Regions from separate parts of the Sus scrofa genome. Here region 2 is linked to region 1. A link is a contact called in public HiChIP or PLAC-seq data. All regions are on one chromosome and are shown on one strand. Each heading gives the region's core, a stretch centred on a gene start, on an enhancer-like site or on the middle of the called end of the contact. The rest is flanking DNA. Distances are from core to core; before and after follow the strand shown. Region 1 has its middle 83 kb from the start of RIN2. Region 2 holds the start of NAA20 (N-alpha-acetyltransferase 20).

Region 1 (3,687 bases), core at 353-2,852:
CCTGGCACTTCGATGGGTTATGTCATTTAATTCTCATCTTAGAGACGGGACGCCAGGGAGCCCTAAGAACCTGGCTGATCACTGAGAGGAAGGTCATAATGCGTCCCATCCCAACGTAAAAGCCTTTTCTCTCTTCTCCAACATTCCCGCTTGCCTTTCTTCTGTTCCCAACGTTCCATCTATTTTTTTCTTAAAAAAAAAAAATTGTTTTGTTTGTTTTGCTTTTTAGGGCCACACCTGCAGCATATGGAGGTTCCCTGAGTCATGGCCACAGCAATGCCAGATCCAAGCGACACCTGTGACCTACACCACAGCTCATGGCAATGCCGGATCTTTAAACCACTGAGCGAGGCCAGGGATCGAACCTGCAACCTCATGGTTCCTAGTCAGATTCGTTTCTGCTGAGCCGCAATGGGAACTCCTCTTCTAAAAATTTTTTAAATTTGATTTATTAATTTTTACAATATTTTTTTATTAAGGAATAGTTGGTGTAAAGTGTTGTGCCAATTTCTGCTGTATGGCAAAGTGACCCAGTCATACATATATATGGTTTTTTTCTCATACTATCTTCCAAAATGTTCTGGTTTTTTTCATGGAATCACAAGTCTCTGTGTGAAAGGGAAGGAGCACCAAGGGGATGTCTGCATAGGTCACTGTGGCGGATCATTGACCTAAATGGCATCACAGTGTCCTGGCTCTTCCAGAACCTTGCCCTGTCCTCTCAACCTGGGACGTCTGCTTTCCCTCCTCTTGCATCGGGCGGGACTCAGGGATGGGGACTGCCTTTGCAGAGAAGGTGGCAGAGGTGACACTGAGTGACCTCAAAGCAGAGATCAGCGAAGCAGATGAAGCTCCCTGCTGGCCCTCCTGCTCCGGGCCCTCCTGCCTGTGAGACCAGCTACCATGTGGTAAGGCAGCCCAGGCCCCCAGGAAGCCCCCCTTACTCCTGCCCCCCAAGGCACCACTGACATATAAGGGAGACTTGGTGAGAGGGGTGGCGGCTGCAGCCCCCCCAGCCTTGAAGCTGCTCCACTGGTGCCAGTGGAGTGCTGCCCGGACAGTGAACCGTTCCCTCTGAGTCCTGCCCCTTCCGCAGATGCAGGAGAGGATAAACACTGTCACTGATTTGAATGATCTTATTTAAACCCCCTGTGATGCCCTTTAAGGTGGATGTCGTTACACAAATTATAGGTTAGAGAATGGAAGTCAAGTCAGATGAAGTGACTCACCCAAGGCCATGTGATGATGAACTGGGATTTGAACCCAGGGCTCTCTGACACCAATCTTGTGAGATCCAGCTGTGCCCCAGTGCCTGTTCCTCCGGGACCAGGAGCTGGGGCCTTTGCTGCCCTGCAGACATAACTGCTCTCAGAGACGCAGGCCCATTGGGAGTAGGAGGACGAGAGAGCACAACTTTGGAGAACTAACTTTACGTGGTTTGTTGTGACTCAGTTTCCCTAACTAGAATCCTAGTTAAACCCTCCTGGTCCCGCCTTGAACATTCAGTTCCCAAGGGAAGCTGCCTGCCTTCCCCCCAGGAGCTGAGATCACGTGGTATCTGCTCACGTTACAGGAGATTCCTATCATGTAAAATAATAACCACGTTTCTAGGTCACCCGCAGAGTGACTTCAGGCTCTGGGAGCCCAGGGCCTCATTCTTTAGCACAGGCTCTAACCTCTGATAGACAATGAATAAATGCAAGTTAAAAAAATACCAAAGAGCTGAAAGTGTGGATTTTCTTGAGAAGGATGGTGGTAGGGTAAGGACGTGCAAAATTCCAGGTAGAGATACTGAAATCTTGTCTAGCTAAAAGTTTGTCTTCTGAGGTCAAGTTTTCTTTGTCACTTTCTTTGTCTTTTCCTGTTAGATAAAACATCTTTGGGTTTGACTTTGATAAATAAAGAAATTCCAACAAAATGCAACAACAAACTAAACAATAACAGGAAGAGGAGACACTCTTTCTCAGTGAATAGTTATTCAAGTGGAAACTATTTTCTGATGTGCGACATTGGAGAATTGACTTTGGTATGCATGTGGAAATGTGGAAATGTGACGTGTAACGTCTGCACTCAGCCTTTTCAGGCTTCGATGGGTGGCTTTGTGTCTTTCAACTTGAATTTAGTTGTCACTGCAGCTGCTTGAGCACTGGGAACAGTTCTTCACTCCACTTGAGCCTGTGCTTTGTAGGTGTAGGACTCCAGTAATAATGGGGGGGGGGGAGCAGCACGACCAGAATATGAGGAATTTTTTTAAAAAAGAAGTATAAATAAATGCATGCAAAATGTTAGGCAAGTTTGGAATTCCTGCTGTGGCTCAGTGGTGTCTTTGTAGTGCCAGGAGGCAGATTTGATCCCTGGCCAGGCACAGTGGCTGAAAGGATCTGGTGTGGCCACAGCTGTGGCATATGTCACAACTGTGGCTCACATCCGACCCCTGGCCCAGGAAAACTATATGTCGTGAGGTGGCCAAAAATGAAAAAAAAAAAATTAAGCAAGTTTAAATCTCTAATTGTCTTTTTTAGTGCCTGATCTATCAGTTAGCTGTTGCTGCCTAACAAACACACTCCCCCCTGCCCCCTGCAAGCTTAGTTAGTTCAAATAATAGCCATATATTTAGTGGATGATGCTGTGGGTTGGCAGTTTAGGCTGGGTCTAGCTGGGTTAGCTGGACTGACTGGCACATCTCCCATCAGCTGCCAGACTGGCCAGGAGCTGACTGGTGGGTGAAGCCTCAGCCAGGGTGACTCACCTTTGCTCTGCCCTCCTCCTCCAGCAGATGAATCAGGGCTCCAGGAGGGCACACGGGTATGGCTTCTTGAAGCTAGGGCGTGGGGATGACACAGGGCCACTTCTGCCACATTCTGTTGGCCAGAGCAAGTCACAGACCATTCTAGATCGGAGAGATGAGATGTAGACTCCAGGCCTTGGGGTAGGAGGTGCAAAGCCACCTTGCAAAGGACAGACACGCAGGAAGGGGATGAACTGTAGCCATCGCTCCAACCCACACACCCAGCAAGATGCAATACTGTGCTGAGGGTGTTGGCCACACTACAAGGGAGGCGGTGGAAAGGAAACCTTTGCGTGGTTTATAAATTATGAGCAAAACAGAACTGGATTGAGAGGGGAGAGGATGCCAGGAGAGGCTGAGATGGACACGGAAGAGAAGAGAAGAGCCCTGGGCGCCCCTCATTCTCCATCCGCTGTCTGGAAAGGCGGGGGGGGGGGGCGGGGGAGATTGAGACAAGGGGGGGAAGATGGAGGCAGCGCATGGGGTGGGTAGTTGATAGTGAAAAGGCTTTCTTTTCCTTTGCTGCTCTTTTCTCTTCCTCTGTCAGCTGGGGGGTGGCAGATGGGTCACAGGTAAAGAGTAAGCAGCCACCTACCTGTCAGAGTCAGGAGAAGGGGCCTGCGCTGAACCCCGGAAACCTGGACAGCATCACTACTTCCGCCTGCTTCCTGCCACTGAAGGCTCAAGGGCACATGGCTCGTCTGATGGGTTTGTTTCGTGGAGGGGCAGGGGTACAGCGGCAGTGGGGGTGGGGGAAGGGTCAGCTGGTCTGTCTCCTGCATCCCTTTTTTCATGGAATTTCAGGAAGACTTCAGCTTCCACTGCCCGCCCCCACTTCCCCCACCCTTCTGACACCACCACATTCATTGTTACATTTTTTTTGTCACAGTGGCCCTGGA
Region 2 (3,509 bases), core at 37-2,536, 210 kb after region 1:
AGCAAGTATTACATCCCTTGAATTACAGACTTAACTGGAGGATGCATATTTGTAACACAGATGTATATATAAATTCTAAAAAAGTCACAATAATACAAGAAACATAATCAAGAGAGGAAGACAGAGGAGACAAAGAGCATTATATCTTTAAATTACAAAGAGACAACAGTGCCCTAAATGGAAAATTCTAATAAAAAATATGACTTCAACCTCAACGATTTTGATTAAGATGTTGAAAACGTGGAGTTCCCGTCGTAGCTCAGTGGTTAGCAAACCCGACTAGAATCCATGAGGACCTGGGTTCTATCCCTGGCCTCGCTCGGTGGGTGGGTCTAGGATCCAGTGTTGCCGTGAGTTGTGGTGTAGGTTCAAGATACGGCTCGGATCCGGAGTTGTTGTGGCGTAGACTGGCGGCTACAGTTCCGATTGGACCCCTAGTCTGGGCACCTTCATGTGCCACGGGAGCAGCCCCCAAAAGACAAAAAGACAACAACAACAAAAAAGTTGAAAACGTATTTACCATATATGATGTGAGGTTTTATATGTGTGTGTGTGTGATCTTTTTTTTCTTTCTTTCTTTTTTTTTGCCTTTTCAGGGCCACACCCGCGGCATCCGGAGGTTCCCAAGCTAGGGGTCTAATCTGAGCTACAGCTGCCGGTCTACACCACAACCGCAGCAGCGCCTGATCCAAGCCGCGTCTGCGACCTACACCACAGCTCAAGGCACTGCCGGATCCTGAACCCACTGAGCGAGACCAGGGATCTAACCGGCAACCTCATGGTTCCTAGTCAGATTCGTTTCTGCTGCGCCACGACTGGAACTCCTGGTATCCTTATTTCTCTGATGCTCTGTAATCTATTCAGTTTTGATCCTGCCAGCTACATCCATCCCGGTTAACTCTGTAAACTGCAGAAAATGGGTAGTAATAAAAATGATTCTTGACCACTGAAACGCACATGCATCGTGCGTGTCCAGGAGGAGATGCACTGGATTGCTGCTTTGTGTACACCGACTTACATCTACTTGTAAATACGTTTCAGCATTCCCGATGGCCTTGTGCAGTTTAGATTCCTCTTTGGACTCACTGTCTAATCTTACCGCTTTGGTTTCCTAACTCCAGAGTCTCTGCTCCTTCCTGGGGGATCCCCCTGCCCGCTTCCCCAGTCACTCCCAACGAGCGGTTGTGAAGTTCTGAAAAAGACCCGGAGACTCCCCAGGAGTTCCCGACTCTGGCCACCAGAGGGAGCTGCGTCGCCTCCACCGTTGCTGAGCAACTCTTGGCCCGGAAGCAGTTCTGCGCTCCGCCCCGCGGCGGCCGCGCGCGGAACGACTTCCGGCGGGGAGTGCGCGGGGTCGCGGAGGGCCGGCTCCTGCGGCTGCGACGGGATGACCACTCTCCGGGCTTTCACGTGCGACGACCTGTTCCGCTTCAACAATATGTGAGTGGCCGCGCTCCCTGACCATGGCCATGCTGCCGCCGTTGCGTCCCCGGGGCCGCGGGGTCGGGGTAGGGAGGAGGCCGGGCCGAACGGACGTGCTGACGCCCCGCTGACCTTGGCCGGGCGCGGACGTCCCACAGCAGCCCAACGCGTGCAGTCCCGGCGCCTCACGGGGCCGTCGGGCAGGGGGCGCGGACCGGTCCCGCGTCTCCGGTCGGCGTCCTCTCGGTGCCGGGGACCCGCGCGGTGCCGCCCAGCTTGGAGGAGGAGGTCCACTTGTGTTCTTGCGGAGTGGCAGTTTCGTGCGTTTCGTTACTGTCGCTGCGCTTCCTGCGGGGGAGTCGGGGGCGGCAAGGCCCACGGTGCGCACTTCCTTGCGTCCGACTTAAGTCGGGGTGTGGGACTTGTACATGCCTTTTTTTTCCCAAACGTTTTATTATGAAAATTTCTGAACACTTAAGAAGTTGACTGTAGACTCATAAGCCGACTCTATCGTTTACAGTGCTACACTGGCGTCATCCATCCATCCACGCATCCACCAATCCCACATCCACTTTAAAGATACTCTGGTAGTCACGTGAAAACTAAGGACCAAGTAGTTCAGATTCAAGTGTCAGGAGCATGGAAAGAACTCGAGACGAGGTAGCTAGAAACATTCAAAAAGTAGCTGAGCCTTGGAAGGTGTGTAAGTGTTGATGGTGGTGAGGAGGGAGGTTTTGGAGAAGGACGCAGGTGTGGAGGTGAGAGCCTCAGGAATGGCCAACACCTCTCAGGTGAGGGACTGTAGTAGCCGGTTCTGTAATTCGGAGGTCAGAGAAACTGGTGAGACTGGTCTGCCCCATTGTTGGGGATTTTCTCCGGGGCCTCTCCCAGTCGGAGGAGCGTAACTGAGGCTGTGTTGAGGTCTCGCTGTGTGTGGATGCGCTTCTTATCCCATCTGGTGTGAATTAACTAAAGTACTGAGTGTGAATTGCCCCTGGTGGGAGAGCCTTCCTGCCGGCAGGAAGCAAGGAGTCAAATTTAAGGACATTTGACTCCAGGGCTGTGCTGCTTAGCGAGGTCCCTGACCACCGGGGAACTTTTTGGAAATGCACATTCTTAGTTGTGTGAAGAGCACCGCTCTGGAGCCTGAGCTCCCCACCACAAGCTGTGAGGAGCGGGAGGCGGTGTGAGGAGTGAGAGGCAGTAAGAGGAGGCATACTAGCAGGTAAGCCTTTTAAGACGCTTTGGTAATGGTGGCTTGACAGAGGCTTGGGTTTGGGAAGTGCAGGCCTGGGAGGTGCCAGTTGCCTGGAAGTTTCAGGAGTAGAGGCAAAGCTTCTGGGAGAATCAGTCCTAACTGAAGACCTAAGAAGGGCCAGTGCTTATATATGAAAAGGAATAGAGTAGAAAGAAAATATGCAGGATCATTTATTTATAACAAAATATCTGATTTCAGAGAATCACCTAGCTCATTAAGGGCTCTTCAGAATATGCCAATAGGGAGACTCCTTGTCCTCCTCATTTTCTCCTAATTCTCACTTTAGTGCACTTCTATCAAGAACTCCTTGGATCACTCAGGGTGTGAAAGAAGCAATGGATGTGGAAACATTGCAGTTAATTTAACAAATGTTGTATTCTTGGAAAAATATCTTATGCCTGCTGTGCACCAGTGCTGAAGACATAGCAGTGAACAGAACAGGGGAAAAAAATTATCTTTCTGGAGTTTACCTTTTAGAGGGGAAAACAAGGTGAGAAAATACAGCATGTAGAACTTAGTGCTCAGTACAAAGGGAAAAATGAGAGCAGGAAAGGGAGATAGGAAGTGAATGGGGATTTGACTTCTGGTAAGGTGTTCAGGGAAGGGGTCACTGCGGAAAGACCATTGGGGGAGAGAGGAGCAGAGGGATGGGTACTTCGAGGCAGAGGGCATAGCTAGTGCACAGACTGCTGTTTCAGACAGGAGGCTGCGGCGGGTGGCCAGTGTGGCTGCAGGGGTGAGTGTGGGGGTGTGAGGTCACGAGGTTGGATCAAAGGGCTGGACCTTGAAGAGACCAGCATAGGACATGGGCCTCTGCCAAGTGCACTTG

Evidence for each region. HiChIP or PLAC-seq counts read pairs in DNA pulled down with a chosen protein or histone mark.
Region 2: an H3K27ac HiChIP or PLAC-seq map of skeletal muscle shows a contact between it and region 1. The contact joins the promoter of NAA20 here to the enhancer-like site in region 1. A contact is called at or near these places in 1 of 5 promoter capture datasets (fetal skeletal muscle), 4 of 47 Hi-C or Micro-C datasets (embryonic fibroblasts, mesenchymal stem cells and skeletal muscle) and 2 of 2 datasets of contacts at active chromatin or transcription factors (alveolar macrophages and skeletal muscle).

What each region holds. Positions count from the first base shown.
Region 1 is chr17:27,856,284-27,859,970 of Sscrofa11.1, forward strand. No RefSeq gene overlaps it. Among named protein-coding and RNA genes, the nearest start is that of RIN2, 83 kb to the right of the region's middle. Within about 2 kb of position 1,603, at least 3 of the 83 cell types and tissues checked have an H3K27ac peak or open chromatin away from gene starts, as enhancers often do. A contact at or near this core is called in skeletal muscle, where this site is marked.
Region 2 is chr17:28,068,866-28,072,374 of Sscrofa11.1, forward strand. It overlaps NAA20 (N-alpha-acetyltransferase 20), which reads left to right and starts at 1,287. Exons shown (of 7, transcript XM_021077417.1): 1 at 1,287-1,440. The coding sequence starts at 1,388.